Regions from separate parts of the Mus musculus genome. Here region 1 is linked to region 2. Evidence: chromatin contacts called from public HiChIP or PLAC-seq data. All regions are on one chromosome and are shown on one strand. Each heading gives the region's core, a stretch centred on a gene start, on an enhancer-like site or on the middle of the called end of the contact. The rest is flanking DNA. Distances are from core to core; before and after follow the strand shown.

Evidence for each region. HiChIP or PLAC-seq counts read pairs in DNA pulled down with a chosen protein or histone mark.
Region 1: a contact with region 2 is called in an H3K4me3 HiChIP or PLAC-seq map of embryonic forebrain, with 4 times the contacts expected there. The contact joins two enhancer-like sites. A contact is called at or near these places in 4 of 115 datasets of contacts at active chromatin or transcription factors (embryonic basal ganglia, embryonic forebrain, neural tube and 1 more) and 3 of 9 other capture datasets (adipose tissue, liver and pancreatic islet).

Annotation. Positions count from the first base shown.
Region 1 is chr14:34,545,573-34,551,700 of GRCm38.p6, reverse strand. All of the region lies in intron 10 of Ldb3 (LIM domain binding 3), which reads left to right. Among named protein-coding and RNA genes, the nearest start is that of 9230112D13Rik, 26 kb to the right of the region's middle. Within about 2 kb of position 2,915, at least 292 of the 459 cell types and tissues checked have an H3K27ac peak or open chromatin away from gene starts, as enhancers often do. A contact at or near this core is called in embryonic forebrain and stem cell-derived neural progenitor cells, where this site is marked.
Region 2 is chr14:34,328,849-34,334,186 of GRCm38.p6, reverse strand. It overlaps Glud1 (glutamate dehydrogenase 1), which reads right to left. Exons shown (of 13, transcript NM_008133.4): 5 at 4,804-4,898; 6 at 1-75. Among named protein-coding and RNA genes, the nearest start is that of Glud1, 21 kb to the right of the region's middle. Within about 2 kb of position 2,131, at least 32 of the 459 cell types and tissues checked have an H3K27ac peak or open chromatin away from gene starts, as enhancers often do. A contact at or near this core is called in embryonic forebrain and stem cell-derived neural progenitor cells, where this site is marked.

The DNA.
Region 1 (6,128 bases), core at 1,666-4,165, 220 kb before region 2:
AAGGCAGAGCTCACTGGTTGTGGTTGTGTCTCTATGGCCCCTGCCCCATCGGTGCTGAGTTTCATCCTGGGATGGGAGGTAGCTTTTTGTTTCCTAAGTTTCTAGGCAAGGTTGGATTTCTTCCTCAGAGCCCAAGGTAGTTCTTGGGCTTCCTGCCAGCCATTGTGCCAAGAATCTCAGGGCTCTCTAGCAGGTCTTTTCCCAGTTAGAGGAAGGTCCTATGTACTACGGCTATGCCCATAGGAAGGCCCTTGACAGCCAAGCCCCGAGTCTACTCACAGTCTTTCTTCCTGTTGCGTTCTGACCCTGAACTTTAGGAGGGCAGGGCTGTGGCAGACTTTCTCCTTTGTATGTGCCTGACTTGAACTTGCCATGAGGATACATTCAACCAATAAAGAAATGGGATAGATAGATGGAGGTGTTAACCTGGTGGTAGAGTGTATGCCTAGTATGGGTGAGGCCTCTGGGCTCAATCCCTAGCATCACACACACACACACACACACACACACCCGAGGCAGGAGGGTAATCATAGAGTAACAGGAAGAGGTCATGAGCTTACACTCTATACTCCGGCAGCTGTGCACACACAGGGAGTGAGCCTTAAGTATTCCTTTAATTATCCCTTGATAGCCATTCCATAGGTTGATAAAATAGGATTTTAGGTATGTATATACTTTCCAAGTAAACATTATACTTCTGGGGCTGGAGAGATGGCTCAGTGGGTAAGAGCACTGACTGCTCTTCCAGAGGTCCTTAGTTCAATTGCCAGTAACCACATGGTGGCTCACAACCATCTGTAATGGGATCTGATGCCCTCTTCTGGTGTGTCTGAGGACAGCAACAGTGTATTCATATGCATAAAATAAATAAATCTTTAAAAAAATACACGTCCAGCATGCATATATATGTATATATATATATATATATATATATATATATATTCATCTTGAATTTATAAAAAGCAATGATGATTTTTCATTTACTATTACAATACAAATGTTTTTCTTCACTCAAAACTACTATGGACTATATGGTCTCTCTATATAGTTTGTTTTGCTTTTGAGATGAGATCTCTATGTGGTCCTGACTGTCCGGGAACGCCATATGTAGATCAGGCTCTGTCTCCCCAATGCTGGGATTAAAGGCATGTGCCACTATGCTCTGCTTTACACATAAAATCTTAATAGACTTTGTGTGTGTGTGTTTGTTGGCAGGGTAGCTCAGGTAGACCAGGCTGATTGTTGATCCTCCTTCCTGGACCTCCCAAGTCCTGGGATTATACGCATGTGCCACCACACCCAGTTTTTAATAGACTTTTTAAAGATCAGTTTTCAGTTCATAGCAAAATCGAATGAAAGGTGTCATTTCCCAAATACCCTATGACCTCACCCCATGAACACACACACACACACACACACTTTTCCAATGCACAAACCATTTGTGGTAAAACGAGGAAGGGAATAAGTTACAGGCCTGCTTAGGGAAAAGAGACGGGTTATTTTAAGGGAGAAGGAAGGGGGCTTGTGTCCTACAAGTGTGAACTGGCCAAGTAGACTTGGGATAAAGAATAACACAAAGTCTAGGCTCCAGAACACATCCTGATAAGGCATTGATGAGACCCAAGGAAGCTTTTCTCTTGAGGCTTTCCTGACTAGAGCGACAGAATCAGTCCCCTGCTTTATGAAGCTCACCGACAACAGAACTGAGTATGGACAGGAAACATTTTAGCATGGGTGGGACACCCAGCCTGCTGTAAGGAATAAGCAAACTACCTCATCTCTCAGACCTGAATTTTCTCATTTGAGTAAGATAGGATTTCTATAACCTCTTGTTATATCTGCAGAGATAAAATAATATCTGTAGTCTGATGCCATCTCTTGCACTTCTGGGCCGAGGAAAGGAAATTCTGAAGTCAGAGCTCCACAGGCTGAGGTGGCATTTTGGAAGGGGAGCGGTACAAATCTCCTACGTAGGAGACAGAATGATCACTCAGTGCGGCCAGGAAACACAGGAAGGCGTTTGCAGAAGCCGGTAGGAGTAGTGTCAGGTGCAGACCTTTCCCAGCAGCACCGCAGGCCCTCCCGGCACCTTTCTTGTCCTGTCCCCGCATGCCCACCAGGGGGCGGCCGGGCCCTCCAGCCGCTTCTCCCGCAGCGGCCTGGGCGGCGGAGACCGGCAGGAGCCAAGGCCTTTCCACGGTTCCCAGACTGTGCAGACGTTAACTCATCCCTGCCTGGAGCAGAGGAGAGGCCTGCCTCCACCCTTCCTTCTCTCCAGGGAGGCTGGGTTGGCAACGGGCTCCGGGGGCGGCTGGTAGGCTGCCAGGCCAGCCGGGGATACGGGCCCGCACCCCGCTCCTCTGCTGGGCTGCGGGGACTTGGGCGCCGCCGAGCACGAGCAGCCCGCTCGCGGCCAGTCCCCGGCCGCAGCTTCCGGGGGGTGGGGGACGGAGGCAGGGCGGGGTTCGAGCCGGCATCTTATCTCTGGCGCCTGGGCTGGGCATCCGTTTCCCCAGAACACCTGGGGCCAGTGGGCGGAGGACACCTTGGTCCCCGGGATGGCCACGTCGGCCTGCGGGCCGGGCGGCGACCCGGGCGCTTGCCGGCGACTTAGCCCGGGCTAAGTGACTCAGATCACCTTGTTGTTTAATTACACAGTCCCGGGGCCGCCAAGTGCGATAGGAGCCCTTTGAACGTGCCAATTAGAGATGAAATATCACCTTCTAATTCGAACCGGCTTAATTCCGTCACGTAGAAATAGCAACAGCCCGGGGCTCGGAGATGGGATATCAGGTTTCTTACGGCATTTGGAGCGTAGAGGGGCGAAGCAGGCAGGAGCTGAGAGGAGAGGGGACCGTGCTCCCCGCATGTCCTCTCCCTTCTCCTTCCCCCTCCCCAGGGATCTGCCCGGGCGAACCGCCCGGAAGAGAAAGTCCTCCTCCTGTTTGTAGCCCCAGCGGGTAGGAGGTAGGAACCTGGTCCAGGATTCCAGCCTTCCTCTCTGGGGCCTTGAGTAGGGGTTTGGAAAACGAAGGCGGTTCAGGAAAGCCTCGGATAGGAGGAAGAGAATGTCTGCCCTACCGAAGGAGCGGTTGGAGAGGGAGGCAAGGTGGGCGAGGGCGGGGTTTACTTGGAAGGAGCATGCTGGAGCCTGGTTCTGCATTCGGAGTGGTTTAGAGGAGCTGATTAGGGTGCGTTTCAGATAGGAAGCTTGCAAGCTGGCTGACCTCGAGTAGCCACTTAAGCTCTCCAGGTTGTCTGTAAAGTTGACTCGCAAGTACTCTGCCTCTTGCTATTACACAAACTCCTGTGCAACACTGTGAAAGCCAGTAGCTCTTGGCAGCCACTGTTGCAAAGAACCATCCGAGAGGCAGACACTTTTAGGAAAAAAAAAAGGCAGGTAAAATTGATTTAAATACATTTTTATTTAGCTCAGCATATGAAAATTTCTGAGTTTTTTGTGTTCTTTATTCAGGGTTTCTCAACTTGCTCTGTAGATCAGGTCTCTAGAGCTGGGATTAAAGGTGTGCACCACTGCACCTGACCTTTTAAAAAATATTTTATTTTATTGTGTGTACATTGGTGTTTTGCCTTTACGTGAGGGCGTCAGATCCCCTGGAATTGGAGTTACAGACAGTTGTAAGCTGCCACGAGGGGGTTGGGAATTGAACCTGGATCCCAGCTTGTGCTCTTAGCCACTGAGCCATCTCTCCAAAGCCATCTTTTCAGCCTCAAATGCGTGTGTGTGTGTGTGTGTGTGTGTGTGTGTGTGTGTGTGTGTGTGTACACTAGAACGCAGGTGCCTACATAGGCCAGAAGAAGGTGTGGAATCCATTGAAGCTTAAGTTTAAGGCAGTTATAAGCCATGAGACATGAGTGTTGGCAATCCAATTCCAGTCTTTTACTAGTACATGCTCTTAACCACTGGGACGTTTTTCCAGACACAGCTCAGTATATTAAAAATGGTTCAGAGCTGGACTCTATTCAGATGCATGCTAGCTATTTCAGAAGCTGAGAAATAAGGTCACTTGAGGCTAGCTGGGTAACACGTAGAGACCCGGCTCAACACACAAACAAGGGGCTGAAGAGGCAGACCCGTGGTTAAGAGCACTAGCTACTCTTCCACAGGACCCACAGCCAACTTACTCCAGTCCCAGAGAATCCAACACGCTTTTGGCTTCCCCTAGGTACTAGGCATGCATGAGGTACACAGACATACATGCAGGCAAACATCTGCACACATTAAATTTAAAAATAAATAAACAGCTTTAACATACAATCAATATAAGATAATTATTACTAAGATACTTTATATTCTTTTATTAAGTCTTCAGATTTTTAAACTGAATAGCACATCTCAATTTAGACTAACTGCCTTTCAGGTGCTTAGTACATAAGGCCATGGCTTGACGATCACACGGCTTTCATTCCTAATTCCTTTTAGAGCTAGGTGTGGAGGCACATGTCTGTAATCCCGCACTCAAGAGGCTGAGATACCAGGATCTCTGAATTGTTGAGGCCAACCTGGAATACAGAGTGAGTTCCAGACTAGCCTGGGCTATATGTCAAAAAACAAACAGCTTGGCTGGGCCTTTGATCTCAGCACTTGAGAGGCAAAGCCAAGCAGAACTCTGGGTTCCAGAATAGCATGATCAACAGAGTGAGTTCCAGGGACAGCCAGAGAAACCCTGTTTCCAAAAAAAAAAAAAAAAAGACCAGCACAGAGGATTGTGGCTTGTAAAACAAGAAGGAAACAAAGGATAGAAGAAATGAAATGAAAAGCAAAGAGAGAAAGACACAGCTTACACAGACTTATACAGAACCCTAAATCTTACAACAGAGGGATGAAGCTGCTTTGAAGTTCTGTGGGATCACCTCTCCCCACTCTCCTCTAACAGTACCCCTAAAGTCACCTTGTCCCTAGCATGTTGGGACTCTCTGGACAGTGGGAAGCCATGTAAGAATGTTGAGGTGGGTGAAAACACCCTGATTTTGTGACTTACAACTTTACAAAATGCTTGTGCTGTGTCCCTCCTAGGGGTTCCCACCACACCCATTGAGGTGGGCAGGATGTCATTCATTCTATCACCAGAAACAGGTTCAATTCCTGGTAATGTGACTTCAGAGAATCACAGCTCCCTGCCCACTGCCATCCAACAGGAAACCTGCTTTAGGGCTTTCCCTGTGACAGAAAGGCCTGGAGATGAACTTGATAGTTCATTCCAACCTGGGAATCCAGATGCACTGTCCTACCGTCCCCCCCCCCCTCTCTCTCTCTCACACACACACACACACACACACACACACACACACACACACACACACACTATATCATGTACTAAATTAAGCACTCACATGTCTTAGTCCTAATAATTTCCTAATTCTTATAATCCCAATACCATTTCTTAGAGGAAGAAACAAGCCCAGAGAGAATTAATTACTCAAGCAAGGATACACAGCTAGGAAGTTGTAGGACTAGAGTGTAAACCCAGAGCTCTTCTGAGAGAGGGATGCTATGAATAGAGCCCAGAGTCTCAAAAATGCTAGGCAAGTACTCCTAACTGCTGAATCCCAAGCCTCAAACTAGGGTTTTTGATGAGTGTGTTTCTTTCCAGAGTGCAGGGTCTCCTCTTAGAGTTACAACAGACTTCTTGATGAGGTTACACACCAGTGGAAATCGGATCTGTGTTCTTTATAGAGGCAGCTCGGAGTCTAGGGAGGGTTAGACTCTCGCTCTGCTGCATCCTCTGAGGACTCCAGCCCTCAAGTGTAAAGGGGGATAATGCAGGGCTGACTCATGACCTGCGGTGTGCCTCACCCGGGCTGTAAGTGGGAGGAAGGATCCAGCTGGAGAATCTGCCATGGGAGTTAGTCTCACTCCCAGGATGGCTCTGGGGCAGGGCTGTGGAAGGCTTTACACCTCTGTACTCTCACCATAGGCAGAGCCCTAGCCATCCTCTAGCAAAGGGTGCCCTGCACTTCCCAGTTCTGAAGTTGCTGTCATTTGGGAATAAGAGGCACAGAGTTAGAACAACCCAGAATGGCCCAGGGCACCAGACAGGAGAAAGAGACCAGACAGGGCCATGGTCTGAGCCCATTTGTGATCTAGAGAGATCTGTTTGAGTACA
Region 2 (5,338 bases), core at 882-3,381:
AGTAGCGGAGATGCGCCCGTGGATGCCTCCTTGACTGATGGGTTTCCCAGTAACACAGGCATGCGCATTGATATCCTGTAAGAGAGGGCTAGAGATGTAGCTCACAAGTAGAGTGCTCGTTTTCCTGAGCAAGGCTTGAGGTTCAACCCTGGTGCCATGTTAAAAAAAAAAATCCTGTGAGAGTAAAGAATCACCATTTAAAGGAAGGACTGAGGTCTCTTCTGGGACAGGTCACTGACCTTAGCTGTGACCCGAGTCTCAGCCTTCTGAGTGCTGGGACTACAGGCACGTGCCACCACAGCCAACGCAACCACAGCCAACGCAAAGCTCTGTTTCTATGATCAAGCCAATACAACAGCACATTCTTGCTAACTAAGCATATTTTTAATTAAGAGTGTGTGCATGTTGGTGTTGTGGCACTGCCTGTAACCCAGCGTTTGCTGAGGCAGAAGTTCAAGTTCAAGGATGCTCTGGTTATATAGTAAGACTATTTCAAAACACAAAATCCACAAGACTGTACAAATCTCTGAGTATGTGTGAGTTATGTTATTCAGTGTTAAGCATAACTAACAATACCATAAGCATAGATGTAATTCAGCTAGAAGCTATTACTCCTGTACTGAAAACCTAAGCCATACGAAGTTAGGGTGCACATTCCACTCGTAAGCACCTTAAGATTATCAATACAAAAAACAAAACCCACAAAATGCAGAACCAAAAGAGGAGAGGTAATTTTCTTGGATGGAAAGATGCTGTATTGTATTCTGCAAAACTCATTTTGAACTTTAACACATCATTAAAAAAAAAAAAAAAAGACTGGGATTGGTAACACACACCTATAATCTTAGCACTTGGGTTAAAAGCAGAAGCAGAAGAATCTTCAAATTCAAGACCAGCCTGCTCTACAAAGTGCGCTCCAGGAGGGCCAGGGCTACGCAGTAAAATCTTGCTCACTCAAAGAAAGAAAGAAAGAAAGAAAGACCCTCGGGCTGGAGAGATGGCTCAGCATTAAGAGCATTAACTGCTCTTCCACAGGTCCTGAGTTCAATTCCCAGCACCCACATGGCAGCTCACAACCATCTGTAATGAGATCTGACACCCTCTTCTCGTGTATCTGAAGAGAGCAACAGTATACTACTCACATACATGGAATAAATAAATCTTTTTTTTTCTTTCTTCGAGACAGGGTTTCTCTGTATAGCCCTGGCTGTCCTGGAACTCACTCTGTAGACCAGGCTATCCTTGAAGTCAGAAATCCTCCTGCCTCTGCCTCCCAAGTGCTGGGATTAAAGGCATGCGCCACTACTGCCCGCAGGAATAAATAGAACTGCAGAGTGGATGGAGGGGTGATTTCAATCTCACCGCCTGCCTTTTTACCATCTTTCAATTAAGGCTATGCACGTCTTTTTGCTTACAAAGAGGCATGGTTAGAAAAAGCAGGGTCCCTGGCACCCAGGCAAAGGGCTCACTTGGACAAGCCCTTGCTGTGTAAGCATGAGTGCCCCTGGGCTTGCTGGCTGGCCAGTGTAGCCACAGCACCGAGCTCCAGCTTCAGCAAGCTCCTGCCTTAGAAGTAAGGAGGACAGCAGCTGCAGAGGACAGTGCCGACCTTGGGTCACACACACACATACACACACAAAAGCGGAAAAAAGGGCTTGGGAGCACACTATAAACACAGCAAGCAGATCTCTGTGAAACAGACACATCACTGAACAGAAGAAATGAGAGGAAGTATGCTCATACCTAAAAATCCAACAGAAGATGAACGATAATGTTAAACCAGTGACAAAATATGTCTGCTAAGTGAATTAAGTTGTCCACTGCAATAAAGTGATCAACTTCATATTACACCCTACCCAGAAGTCACCTGGTTTTTATTCCTATTATTTAACATGAATTTACATTTTTTACAGAGAGAACTTGGAATTGTATTAGTTATATACTTACCAACAAAAGGAATGAAAGCCCGTTTGAAAATTAGGCAATCTAGTAAAAGCCCTTAGTAGTTTTCCCACAGTTCTCTTTCATGAATAATTAACACCATCAACACAAAATTGCAAAGTTGGTGCCAAATGGTTCTAAATTGTGGAAATGCAAATGCTGGCTGGGGCTGAAGGAAATACTGTGTGAGGTCAGGCCTGGCGCCAACCAACTGCCTCCCTAGCATACCTAATGGAGGTATGGGATCATATCCCCAACACTATATTGCCAGTATGGTTAGATGACCAGCAGAACTCGGTTAGATGAGCTAACTTCTTTTAACCTTGGTTTGAGTCTTTGGATTTCCTATCAGTTAAGGACAGAAGAGCTTTAACCAGCTCCATCCAAGGTTTCTTTGGCAGAGCCTCATAAAACTTCATGCTGCCACAACTGTGTAGGAATGAAGAGTAACAACGCACTGCCTACCAGCTTGCAGTGGTCAGCACAGAGCCCAGTTCAAGAGCAAGAGCTCAGCTAGTGCTTTCTCAGCATTAAAAGGTGGTACAAAGTCAGATGTGACAGTGAAGGTCAAACTCAGCTCTTTGGGAGCCTGAAGCAGGATAGCTCTAAGTCTCTGCCTACACTGGCTATATAGCAAAATTTTGTTTCATTAAAAAAAAGCTATGGGCTGGTGAGATGGCTCAGTGGGTTAGAGCACCCGACTGCTCTTCCGAAGGTCCAGAGTTCAAATCCCAGCAACCACATGGTGGCTCACAACCATCCGTAACGAGATCTGACTCCCTCTTCTGGAGTGTCTGAAGACAGCTACAATGTACTTACATATAATAAATAAATAAATCTAAAAAAATAAAAAAAATAAAAAAAGCTATGAGAGTGGCAGGCCACACCTAACACTGCTGCATCTCACTTCAGACAGAAGACCTTTTTTTGGTACTTAATAAGGGCTGTGGATTGTTCTCAGTACATTATTCTATTTATTCCTTCCTTCTTTCCTTCATCCTAACAGTCTTGGGAAGAAGATATTGTTATCTTACATATGAGGAAGCTAAGACAGAGACTCAAAGCTGGTGGGCGAGAGAGCAGGACTGCCCGTGGTCCAAGCCAGTGTGTAGCACCGCTCAGGAAACGTGCCTCTCCTCCAAAGCCTAGCTTCCCAGTAGGGCCCTGGAAAGACCCCCCCACCCCCATTGACTACCCAGCCTCTTACTCCCTGGAAGGACTGTATTTCTCCTACACGGCCTGCCTTGCACACCAATGATTCTGTGGCGCATATCCAGCTAACTAACAGCCAAACAAGACTCTTCTTCCAGGCAGCAGATACCGTTCAGCCTGTCTCCCTTTGCTTCTCTTCAATGGTACTCTTTTTAGCCGGAGGCTTTACTTCATGTCCCATTCCCTCTTTCACACGCCTGCTGTTTGGGATCCTCTATCTAGCCCTGACCAATTCCATCTCCGCTATACACAGTGAAACACACTCATTATAAGCTTCTCATGGCTTCTCCATCTTTCAGGACAAAGCTTGATGTCTTGGCTGTCCTTAACAGACAGTGACCTGGCAGGAGTTCTTTAGTCTTTTGTCCCACCCTCCTCTCCTAATGACTGTGTAACACTGACCCCCCTGCGTTTCAAGCTCACTGTTTTCTGTACTTTAGGACTTTCTAGTACTTCTTTTTGCCTCCCTCCCTCCCTCTTCTCCCCAACAGCAGTCTTTCAGGGCTCAGACCATATTCCAATGGTCCTGGGCAGGCACTGCTTTCCTTTTCTATAGTTTTGAAACAGCTTCCACATTTATGCCATTTGTAGTGTGCACCTGATTTCTACTTAGTGTAAATGAAGTTTCCTGAGACAGGGTCTCTCTCTATAGTCCTGGCTGTCTTAGAACTCTGTAGACTGGGCTGGCCTTGAACTCAAGTCCCATCTCCCTCTGCCTCCAGAGTGCTGGGATTAAAGGTGGGCACCACCATGGACCCCCAAATCCCTTTCTAACCCATTCACCCAACTTTATGTTGTGTTCTCTCTCTCTTTCCTCTCAAAAAATAAATAAGCTGGGAACGCCTTTAATCCCAGCACTCAGGAGGCAGAGGCAGGCAGATCTCTGTGATTTTGAGGCCAGTCTGGTCTACAGAGCTAGTTCCAGGACAGCCAGGGCTGTGCAGAGAAACCTTGTCTGGAGGAGGGAAGGGAGAATAGCCATCGATTCCCTTTCTTAGTTTATGGACATGGTTCCCCAAGGTTCCACAGCTCTCAGAAATGAAGCTGTTCTCCACACCCTGGGTTCCTGCACTGTGAAGATGGGGCTGGTGTCACACAAACAGCTACTCTTCCTGCAGGATTTGTCATAGCAGTCTCTTCACTTCACTAGGACCTGACATCTGTGTGTTCACTTACCTCTCTTCCGTCACCTTTACACATGCATGTCTTACCTGTAATCTCAGCTGTTCTCTTCCTCTTAGCCCCCAAAGCTCCAGATGTTGACATTCAACCAGATTTTACAGGTCCAGCCCAAATATCCCTTCAAAAAGGCCTTCTTTAAGAACTCAGAAGTCTATCTTTATGTTACACCATTTCCATACCTTAGCTCACATGTCTTAGCTCCTCTTTCAGTGAAAGCACTTTTGAGGCGAAGGCAGAACTGAATGTACAATCTATTGCCCTAACAAGCGAGCTGATGCTAAGGGTCTGAGCAAAACCCAGTTCATGCTCACCATGCTTACCGTCAGAACAGAGGGGGCAAGTAATACGCATACCAAATGTATATAAAGGGAGATGAACCCAGCGATTACCAACTTCTCATTAAGTCAGATGACTCATTACTTCTGTGGACAGCAATGCAGGAAGCCTTGGGTTTCAGTGGATACTCACATAGTGCCCTATGGTGCTGGCATAGGTGTCAGCGATCCAGGACATCTCCCGCTCACCCGTGCTCATGTCTGGGGCAGGCACATCAATGCCAGGACCTGGGAGCACAGGGAAAGGGCAGTGTGCTAGTTTTTAAGATAAACTTATCCCAAACATAAAGATGCTTGCAATTCTCTAAGAGAACAATGTCACTGTCGCTAGAAAACTTTATATTTCATTTTGGTATAACAAACTGAAGTTATAAAAATATTCATTAAATGTCTCTTTTCTATGAAACTTGTACACACAATGTTATGTCACTACTTCTTCTGTTAGAATTTACTCAGCTGTATCTGGAAGTTACTACAGACAATAGATTCAAGTTACTCCTTGGCCTTCAGGGTATGATGCCAGCAAAAGTTTGACCTCTCAGACTTCAGTGTCCTGAACTGTAATCAGAGATAATGTATCATTTGAGCACTATAACAGGACCATCCTGGTCACTGATAGACAGGCAGGAAGAGTTAGCTCCCTGTTGGCTGAGGTCTTCTCACTAAGT